2 separate regions of the Sus scrofa genome follow, and region 1 is linked to region 2. The links are chromatin contacts, called in public HiChIP or PLAC-seq maps. All regions are on one chromosome and are shown on one strand. Each heading gives the region's core, a stretch centred on a gene start, on an enhancer-like site or on the middle of the called end of the contact. The rest is flanking DNA. Distances are from core to core; before and after follow the strand shown.

The links. HiChIP or PLAC-seq counts read pairs in DNA pulled down with a chosen protein or histone mark.
Region 1: an H3K27ac HiChIP or PLAC-seq map of alveolar macrophages shows a contact between it and region 2. The contact joins two enhancer-like sites. A contact is called at or near these places in 1 of 47 Hi-C or Micro-C datasets (embryonic fibroblasts) and 1 of 2 datasets of contacts at active chromatin or transcription factors (alveolar macrophages).

The regions. Positions count from the first base shown.
Region 1 is chr2:49,296,656-49,301,509 of Sscrofa11.1, forward strand. All of the region lies in intron 1 of SBF2 (myotubularin-related protein 13), which reads left to right. Among named protein-coding and RNA genes, the nearest start is that of SBF2, 56 kb to the left of the region's middle. Within about 2 kb of position 2,241, at least 4 of the 83 cell types and tissues checked have an H3K27ac peak or open chromatin away from gene starts, as enhancers often do. A contact at or near this core is called in alveolar macrophages, where this site is marked.
Region 2 is chr2:49,057,029-49,061,184 of Sscrofa11.1, forward strand. AMPD3 (AMP deaminase 3) reads right to left here. Exons shown (of 15, transcript XM_013994571.2): 3 at 1-158. Among named protein-coding and RNA genes, the nearest start is that of AMPD3, 26 kb to the right of the region's middle. Within about 2 kb of position 2,168, at least 16 of the 83 cell types and tissues checked have an H3K27ac peak or open chromatin away from gene starts, as enhancers often do. A contact at or near this core is called in alveolar macrophages, where this site is marked.

The sequences.
Region 1 (4,854 bases), core at 991-3,490, 240 kb after region 2:
GGGAGCTCTCTGGGGTCTATTTTATTAGGGCACTAATCCTATTCATGAGGCCTCCACCGCCATGACCTAATCACCTCTCAAAGCCTCACCTCCAAAGACCATCACATTGGGGGTTAGGATTTCAACATGTGGATTTTGGGGGACATTCATTCTAAAGCAGGTGCTAATGAGACTTACAACTGGAATCTACTGTAGAGGACTACTGATAAAACCTCCCTGAAAATACAGGATAAATTCATAATAAAAGATTTATACACAAGGTTAGTGAAACTTTTGTTGCCTAAAGGAAATTGTCTATCCTGGGTATTTGTTAAATATTTGTTGAATTAATGAATGCACTTCCAGACATTTCCAATGCTCTTTATTTATTTTTGTCTTTTGTCTTTTTAGGGCCGCACCCACGGCGTATGGAGGTTCCTAGGCTAGGGGTCCGAATCAGAGCTACAGCCACTGGCTACGCCACAACCATAGCAACTCGGGATCCAAGCTGCATCAGCGACCTACACCACAGCTCACGGCAACACTGTTTCCTTAACCCACTTAGCCAGGCCAGGGATTGAACCTGAGTCCTTATGGATACTAGTTGGTTCGTTAACCACTGAGCCACTATGGGAACTCCCAATGCTCTTTATTTTTTATGACGAACTGAGTTTCCGTCTAGTTTCATTTTCCTTCAGTCTAAAGAAATTCTTTTAGCATTTTGTGTGCAGGTCTTCTGGCCCTGAGACTTCGTTTCTTTTTTCCCTAAATCCTTTTTTTCTCTCTATTCTTCAAATTCCATAATTTTATTGATCTATTTTCAAGTACACTGAGTTTTTTCACTGTCATTTCCATTTTGCTTTTAAGCCCATTCAGTGAAGTTTTTTTTTTTCCTTCCCTTTTTAGGGCCACATGTGTGGCATATGGAAGTTCCCAGGCAAGGGGTTGAATCAGAGCTACAGCTTCCTGCTTATGCCATAGCCACAGCAATGCCAGATTGGAGCTTCATTTGCAGGCTACACCAAGCTCTGAGCAATGCTGGATCCTTAAGCCACTGAGCAAGTCCAGGGGTTGAACCTGCATCTTCGTAGATGCTAGTTAGGTTCTCTGCTGAGCCATAATGGAAACTTTGTTCAGTGAATTTTTGATTTTAGATGGTATATTTTTTAGTTGTAGGATATTTGTTGGTTATTTTAAAAATTTCTATTGCTCTGTTAAGGTTTCTTTTTGCTTGTTATGATTGTATTCTCTGCATCATTGAACATAGTTGTAATAATACTTGCTTGAAAATGTTTGTCTACTAAGTCTAACTCCTGAGCAGTCTTGGATTTAGTCTCAGTTGGTTATCTTTTCTTTTTGGTTCACCTTTTCCTGATTGTTTTGTCTGTCAAGAAACTTTGGATTGTATCGTGGACATTGTACATATGAAGTTATGGAGATTCTGAATTTTGTTATCTTTCTTTAAAAATTGTTGATGCTTTTGTTTAGTAGGCAGTTAACATGATTAGACTCAAACTCTAAGCTCTGTTTCTTGGGTGGTGGTCTTAATTCAGTTATTTTATCCTTGGCTGAGCTTCTTATAGTTTAACTCCTTGCATGTATGGTTCAGAAGTCAGCCAGAAATTTGTGAAGAGTTTGTACCTAGATTTTTTTTCCTTTTTCAGCTGCACCCTTGGCATATGCATGTGTGTGTGTGTGTGTGTGTGTGTGTGTGTGTGTGTGTGTGTGTGTATAGAAGTTCCCAGGCCAGGGATCAAATCTGAGCTGCATCTGCAACCCACCCTGCAGCTGTGGCAATGACAGATCCTTAGCCCACTGTACTGGGCTGGGGATTGAACTGACTTCACCACAGAGACGAATCAGATCGTTAACCCACTGTGCCATAGCGGGAACTTCTATACTTAGATTTTATATCTCTCCCTTTATGAATTTCTAGTACTTTTCAGTGGCTCTGGTGTCCCTGACAGCTGTCCTCTGGTTCTTTAAGGTAGTAAGGTTGTGAGGTTTATATGGGAGTTTTAGGAGCCTCTCTGGTGACAGGACCTGCCTTAGGAAAAAAGTCTAAGTGAGAAGTTTACCTATACTGCTCTCTTCCTAGTATTGACTCCCCTCTAATTTAATTTGCCTTCTTTTGGTCACTCTTCAGTGCCTTTAGGTAGTCTTTTTTTGTGTTTTGTTTTACAATTTATATTTGTTATCTGTGGGAGGGTTGATTGGGTAGGCACTTACTCAGCAATACCAGAAGCAGAATTCTCCCTTGTTCCTTTTTCTGTGGGGAAATTCCCTTTATAATTATGTTCCCTATTGTAAATACCAGCTTTTAAACATCTCATGTGCTGATTAGTTAAGAAATTGTTGTTTTGAATACTGTATTTGTAAATTGCCTTACTCAGAGAAGTCCTGATCTCAAGAGATAACATTCTAGTGGGAAAGACAATCAGGTAAAAGAGACAGTAGTAATATAAGTGAAAGGAGACATGATAGAGGGATAAACAGAATACTATGAAGAGCATAGGGAAAAGGAACCTTTACATGGCTGGTAGGGAAAGGAGGAGATACAGGAGGACTTCCTGGAGGAAGTGATTTCTATGTTGTACCTATGAGAAATAGGCTATACCAAACAAGAGAATTAAGGGGCTCTCTAAGGAAGAGGAGAGAGAACATAAATATATGGGAGATGAATGACTCTTTAGAAGAATTGTAGGTATGTTTGGTGTAGCCAGAGTCATAGAGTGTGTATGAAGAATGTGTGAAAAAAGGAGGACAGAGAGATTGGGCCAGAGAAGATGATTAAGGGCCTTGTATGTCATGCCAAGGACTTTGGACTCTTTTTTTTTTTTTTTTTTTTTTTTTTAGGGCTGCATCTGGCATATGAAAGTTCCCAGGCTAGGGCTGGCCTATGCCACAGCCACAGCGACGCCAGATCCGAGGTGCGTCTGGGACCAGCACCATAGCTCACGGCAATGCAGGATACTTAACCCACTGAGTGGGGCCAGGGATCAAACCTGCATCCTCATGGATACTGGTCGGGTTTTGTTACCACTGAGCCACAATGGGAGTTCCTGGACTTTAAATTATAGATAGTGGTAAGATACTGACATTTTAAGTGTGGGTGTGACATGACAAGTTCGTACTGTTAGAATGATTGTTTTGTCTTTTTTTTTTCTAGGGCTGCACCCTCGGCATATGGAGGTTCCCAGGCTAGGGGTCTAATCAGAGCTGTAGCCACTGGCCTATGCCACAGCCACAGCAATGCCAGATCCAAGCTGTGACTGCGACCTACACCACAGCTCACAGCAACGCTGGATCCTTAACCCACTGATCAGGGCCAGGGATCGAACCTGCAACCTCATGGATCCTAGCTGGATTTGTTAACCACTGAGCCATGAAGTGAACTCCCTAGAATGATTGTTTTGTATCAGTGAATGAAAGAGGAGAGAAGGGAGAGCGAAGGATAGTAAGTAATTAAGGCAAGAAATTTTGAAGGCCTAAATGAGTGGTGATAGAGAGGAGGGAATGAATTAACGTGATAATTTAGGAGTAGAAGAGTGGGTCTTGATCACAGATTTGTTGTATGTATTGTGTTAATGAACACAGATTAGAAGTTATTAATGATTAGAAGTTATTCTTCTGGGAGTTCCCTTCATGGCTTAGTGGCTAAGGATCATGACTAGGATCGATGAGGATGCAGGTTTGATCCCTGGCCTCCCTCAGTGGGTTAAAGATCTTGTGTTGCTGTGAGCTGTGGTGTAGGCCGGCAGTGTGGCTCCAATTTGACCTTTGACCTCTAGCCTAGGAACTTCCATATGCCATGGGTGTGGTGCTAAAAAAACAAAGAAGTTATTCTTCCTCTTAGAAGTTATTGTAAAACAGAGCAATATATCTCTAGAACTCAAGAGTTTTTCCCCCTCATAAATATCGGGAAGCAGTGGCACAATATTTGTCTCTGGTAGAGGCAGCCTGTCTCTGACTTGTAGCAGTGGGCATTTTCATGGTAATGATACTTTTGGAGTAATTAGTAGCAGAAACTATCCAAAGTTGTCAGTGGTCATTTCATTTGCTTTTTATTTCCCTGAGTATATAATCGCAGATTTTACTATTTCCCCCCCCCATATTGTATGCACTAGTAACTGTTTTATTTTTAGTTTTTTTTTTTCCCCCAAACGAAACACTTAAACTGAGGAATATAAAGTCTCCTTTACTGTGCCCACCCTCATTCCTGCTTCCTTACTCTTTTCAGCTTGTTTGTGGACACATAGAGGAATGAATATATTGAACAACTTTAGACAGTACCTATTGATTTTCAAATATGAAAGATGGAGAATTTAATGAAACTGATAACTAACTTCTCCCTCTACCTCTTAGTATTTGTTTGCTATGTTAATAATGTTAGTCTGGAGGATACTTTATTACTTTTTTTTTTTTTTTTTTTTTTTTTTTTTTTTTTTTTTTTTTGTCTTTTGTCTTTTTTTTTTTGTCTTTTGTTGTTGTTGTTGTTGCTATTTCTTGGGCCGCTCCCGCGGCATATGGAGGTTCCCAGGCTAGGGGTTGAATCGGAGCTGTAGCCACCAGCCTACACCAGAGCCACAGCAACGCAGGATCCGAGCCGCGTCTGCAACCTACACCACAGCTCACGGCAACGCCGGATCGTTAACCCACTGAGCAAGGGCAGGGATCGAACCCGCGACCTCATGGTTCCTAGTCGGATTCGTTAACCACTGCGCCACGACGGGAACTCCATACTTTATTACTTTAAATGCTATTATTAAACTTATGTTTCTTGAATTATCAAATGTATAGTGTCTGCTGATTACTTACTATGAAAGTTAAAGAAATTAGTATGCTTTCTATGTATCTTTAGTTTCTATATTGTTT
Region 2 (4,156 bases), core at 918-3,417:
TGGCATACAGTGCAGGCGCGGGCTGGGAAGTGATTCCAGGGAGCACAGGGGTTGCAGGAGACATGGCCGGACTGGCTGTTGGGGGTCCCTTCCAATCTTGCTGCGTCGGCATTTGCAGAGACAGGGACTGGGACCGAATCATCTTAAAACTTTTCTTTCTAAAAGTCAAGAGCAAGGAAATGTGAGAGATAGAAGCAGCTAATTTGAGGGGAGTGATAAAAGAGTCTTTGTTCTGGACATGGCAGGACAATCTGACTCTGATTAATCACTAGTGCTGGACCCATTATTAAGAAGTTTCTAGGAGTTCCTGTTGTGGCTCAGAGGTAACGACCCCGACCAGTAGCCATGAGGATAAGGGTTTGATCCCTGGCCTCCCTCAGTGGGTTAAGGATCCAGCATGGCCATGAGTTGCGATGTAGGTCATAGACGCAACTCAGATCTGGTGTGACTATGGCTATGGTGTAGGCTGGCAGCTGCAGCTCTGATTCAACCCCAAGCCCAGCAACTTTTTTTAGGGCCATGGAAGCAGCCCTTAAAAAAAAAAAAAAAAAAAAATTCTCAACTCTGACTAGCATCCATGAGGACATAGGTTCGATCCCTGGCCTTGCTCAGTGGGTTTAGGATCTGGCTTTGCCATGAGCTTCGGTGTAGGCCACAGACCAAAGCTTGGATGTGGTGCTGCTGTGGCTGTGGCATAGGCTGGAGGCTGCAGCTCCAATTTGACCCCTAGCCCGGGAACCTCCATATGCCAAGGGTACAACCACCACCCCCAAAAAAGTTTCTAATTATTCATGCCTTCCTCTCCCTGAATGCAATACTCTAGGCACCCTGTGGTCACTAAGAACTGCTGTGGGCTGTGTTTGCAGGGTGCGTGGAGCATCGGAGTAGGCAAATGTCTCAGGAGACAGAGGGAAGACTGATCTGTGGGGGTCTAACTCTGAGGGCAGACGAGGTGAGGACCATGTCAAATCAACCAGCATGCTGTCTTCAGATAAAGCCAGACCCTGAGTCCCAGTACACAGAGTCTCAGATAATCACCGTGCATTTCACAGAGTTAGAAAACGGGGGCACTGGAGCCAGAAAAGCTCATGCCATCAACCCGTCCCACCTCCTGTTTTCATAAAGGACTCAGGGGACCAGGGATGGGAAACAAATTCTACAAAGTCATGGCCAGGTGGCAGCTAGCCCTTCGCACCCCACCTCCCTGGCAGCCTGTCACCCTGGCTGCTCCTTCCTGCAGCCTGACATGTGCCTTCCTGGCTGCTCTGGGCAGGCACAGATCTGTTATTGGAAAGGGACTGATCAGCATCAATTCCAGTCCTCTCAACTTGTCACCTTGGCACCAAAGGCTGATTTCACAAACTCCTGGGGAAGCAGGTGCAAGGTTGGTTTCAAATGCCACAAGCTCATGCTTATCTGCAATGCTGACTTAGGAACATTCATTTTCCTGTTAACTAATTAGTAATGTTTCAAACGACACCACCCCAAGTCCTAGGATCCCCAGGAAGAAAGTCAGGCAAGAGGGAGGTGAGGACCTCAGCACTTCCTCTCCCATGTCTTTTTCTGCCTCTGAGGGAACCCAGACCCCCAGCAATGCCAGAAACCAGCTGACCAGAGGGCCCAGCAGTGGGCCAACTAGCCCGGTACAACCAGAGCCTCCAGCCAAGAATTCAAGAGCAACTGTGACCACTCCCTGCCCCCAAAGCCCACAAAAACCCCTCCTCTTCTCCAGGCACCAGTGACATCTACAGGGTATGGAGAAATTTGTTATCTCCAAACGGACCTCATGACTCACCCGAAACCAGCTATCTTCCTCCTGGCTCTTGGCCAGGTCTCTCCTCACTGATCCATGGCCAATTTACAGGAACTACAGTTCCCTGACCTCTCTCTACACCCAATGCTTGCCATGGCTCTCTGGTCACTATCCACCCACGTGTGTTATCACTTCTTTGGGGACAAGGCTATTTCTACCTGGAAAATGGAGGCAGCCCCTTTATCAGAAGTCTGTCTTTGCCCTGCCCTTAAATGCTAGGTTATTCAGGAAACCCAGGCTGAACTTCAGGAACCTCCAGCCCAGGTTTTCCCCAGCTTGCCCTCCATCTATCACATGGAGCTGAGTCAAGCATCTTGTCCCAAGAAAGAGGCCAACTGATGCCTGTCAATCATTCCTCAGAGGCAGGCCCACGTTGAGTAATGAGGTTCCCACTTTGGCATCTTTGGGATGGTCACACCTAGAAGAAAAGCCATTACGTTGGGCTCCGTCTCATGTTCTGACAGGCCCCATGAGACCCTGACTCCTGTGTCACTCACATGCCTGCTAGGTCACTATCTTTATCTCCATGCCAACTTAACCCCCACAAGCCTCAGCCAATGCTGCCTAAGGACCAGTCCTGATAAGGAAAGAACCGAGGTAACATCTAAGGTGAACAACAGGTTAAAAAGGCTTTAAAAAATAATAATAATAACTCGGAAGTTCCCATCATGGCTCAGTGGTAACGAGCCCAACTAGGATCCATGAGGACTCAGGTTCAATCCCTGGCCCTGCTCAATGGGTTAAGGATTCAGCATTGCCGCAAGCTGTGGTATAGGTCACAGACATGGCTCAGATCCCACATTGCTGTGGCTGTGGTGTAGGCTGGCAGCTGCAGCTCTGATTTGACCCCTAGCCTGGGAACCTCCATATGCCATGGAGTGTGGCCCTAAAAAGACAAATAATAATAACCCAACCATGATCAGAAAGCTGGAAGGCTGCCTAAGCCAAGAGCCCACCAGGCTTGTCCAAGAAACATCCATACTCCTCTGCCACAGAGAAGACACCAGTACCCACCAGCTGTGTCCCCAAGTTCACCTTCTTAAAGACACCCATTATGGCTCCAGCCTTGGACTTGAGGTGAGCCCCAGAAGGTCACATGTGGACATCCATGGGCTGGGAGCTCTGACTCTGCAGGGACAATGGACAGGTTTGACAACAGATGGGTCAACTCCTCATCAACCATGGGCAAGGGCTTGCAATAAACCAGCATTAACCACCAAACTTGTCTCCACGAAAACTAAAAAAGCTAAATGGAGGGAGTTCCCATTGTGGCTCAGCAGGTTACAAACCCAACAAGTATCCATGAGGATGTGGGTTCGATGCCAGGCCTCACTCAGTGGGTTAAGGATCCTGCGTTACTATGAGCTGTGGTGGTCGTCGCAGGTGCAGCTTGGATCCCGAGTTGCTGTGGCTGTGGTGTAGGAGGGCAGCTGCAGCTCTGATGCAACCCCTAGCCTGGGAACTTCCATATGCCGCACATGTGGCCCTAAAAAGCAAAGCAAAGCAAGAGAGACAGAGAGAGACAGAGGGAGAGGAAGGAAGGAAGCGGGGGAGGGAGGGAAGGAGAGAGAGAGATAGGAAGGAAGGAAAGAAGAAGAAAAGAAGAATGGAGCCCCAGGAAAGAGCCCTGTGCTTATCTTCTGCGGCTGTGCTACGCATTGCCAGAAGCCTGGTGACTTCAAGCCCCCAGTTGCTGGCTCACAGCTCAGGAGGTGAGATATCCAAGTGAGCCTGGCTGAACTCTATGCCCCAGGTATCAAAGGCCAAAATCAAGGGGTTATCCACACTGGGCTCTTAACAGAAGATCCTGGAGAAGCATCCACATCCAAGCTCATGCAGGTGTTTAGCAGAATTCAGTTCCACATGGCCCTAGACCGGCCCCGGTTCCCCACTGGCTACTGGGCAAGAGTAGGCCTCTGCTTCTTGCACATAGCGCCCTCTGTCTTCAAAGCCTGGCACTGGTGCTTGGAATCCTCCCTCACTACTGCTGAGAAAGCTCTCTTGCACTAAGGGTGCGAGAGATCAGATCAGGCCCATTCATAACCTCCCCATCTTCAGGTCCACAGAGTCACACACCACAGCGTAATCACAGGATCGATGTCTCATCCTATTAAAGGGTCTGGAGATTAGGGAAAGACACTTCCTGGGGGACATTTTAGAAGTTCTGTCAACCACCCATATCTAGTATCCATTCGGTACTGCTGAGGCTCAGCCACAAAGGGGCAACTGAGTGACCAAGAATTTGCAGATATGTGTGTGTATGTCCACACGTCTGTCCTTTCTCTCCCAAAGCTGCTGAAGCTCCACGTGTGTCACGAGAATGAAGAAGTTATCATAAGCTTT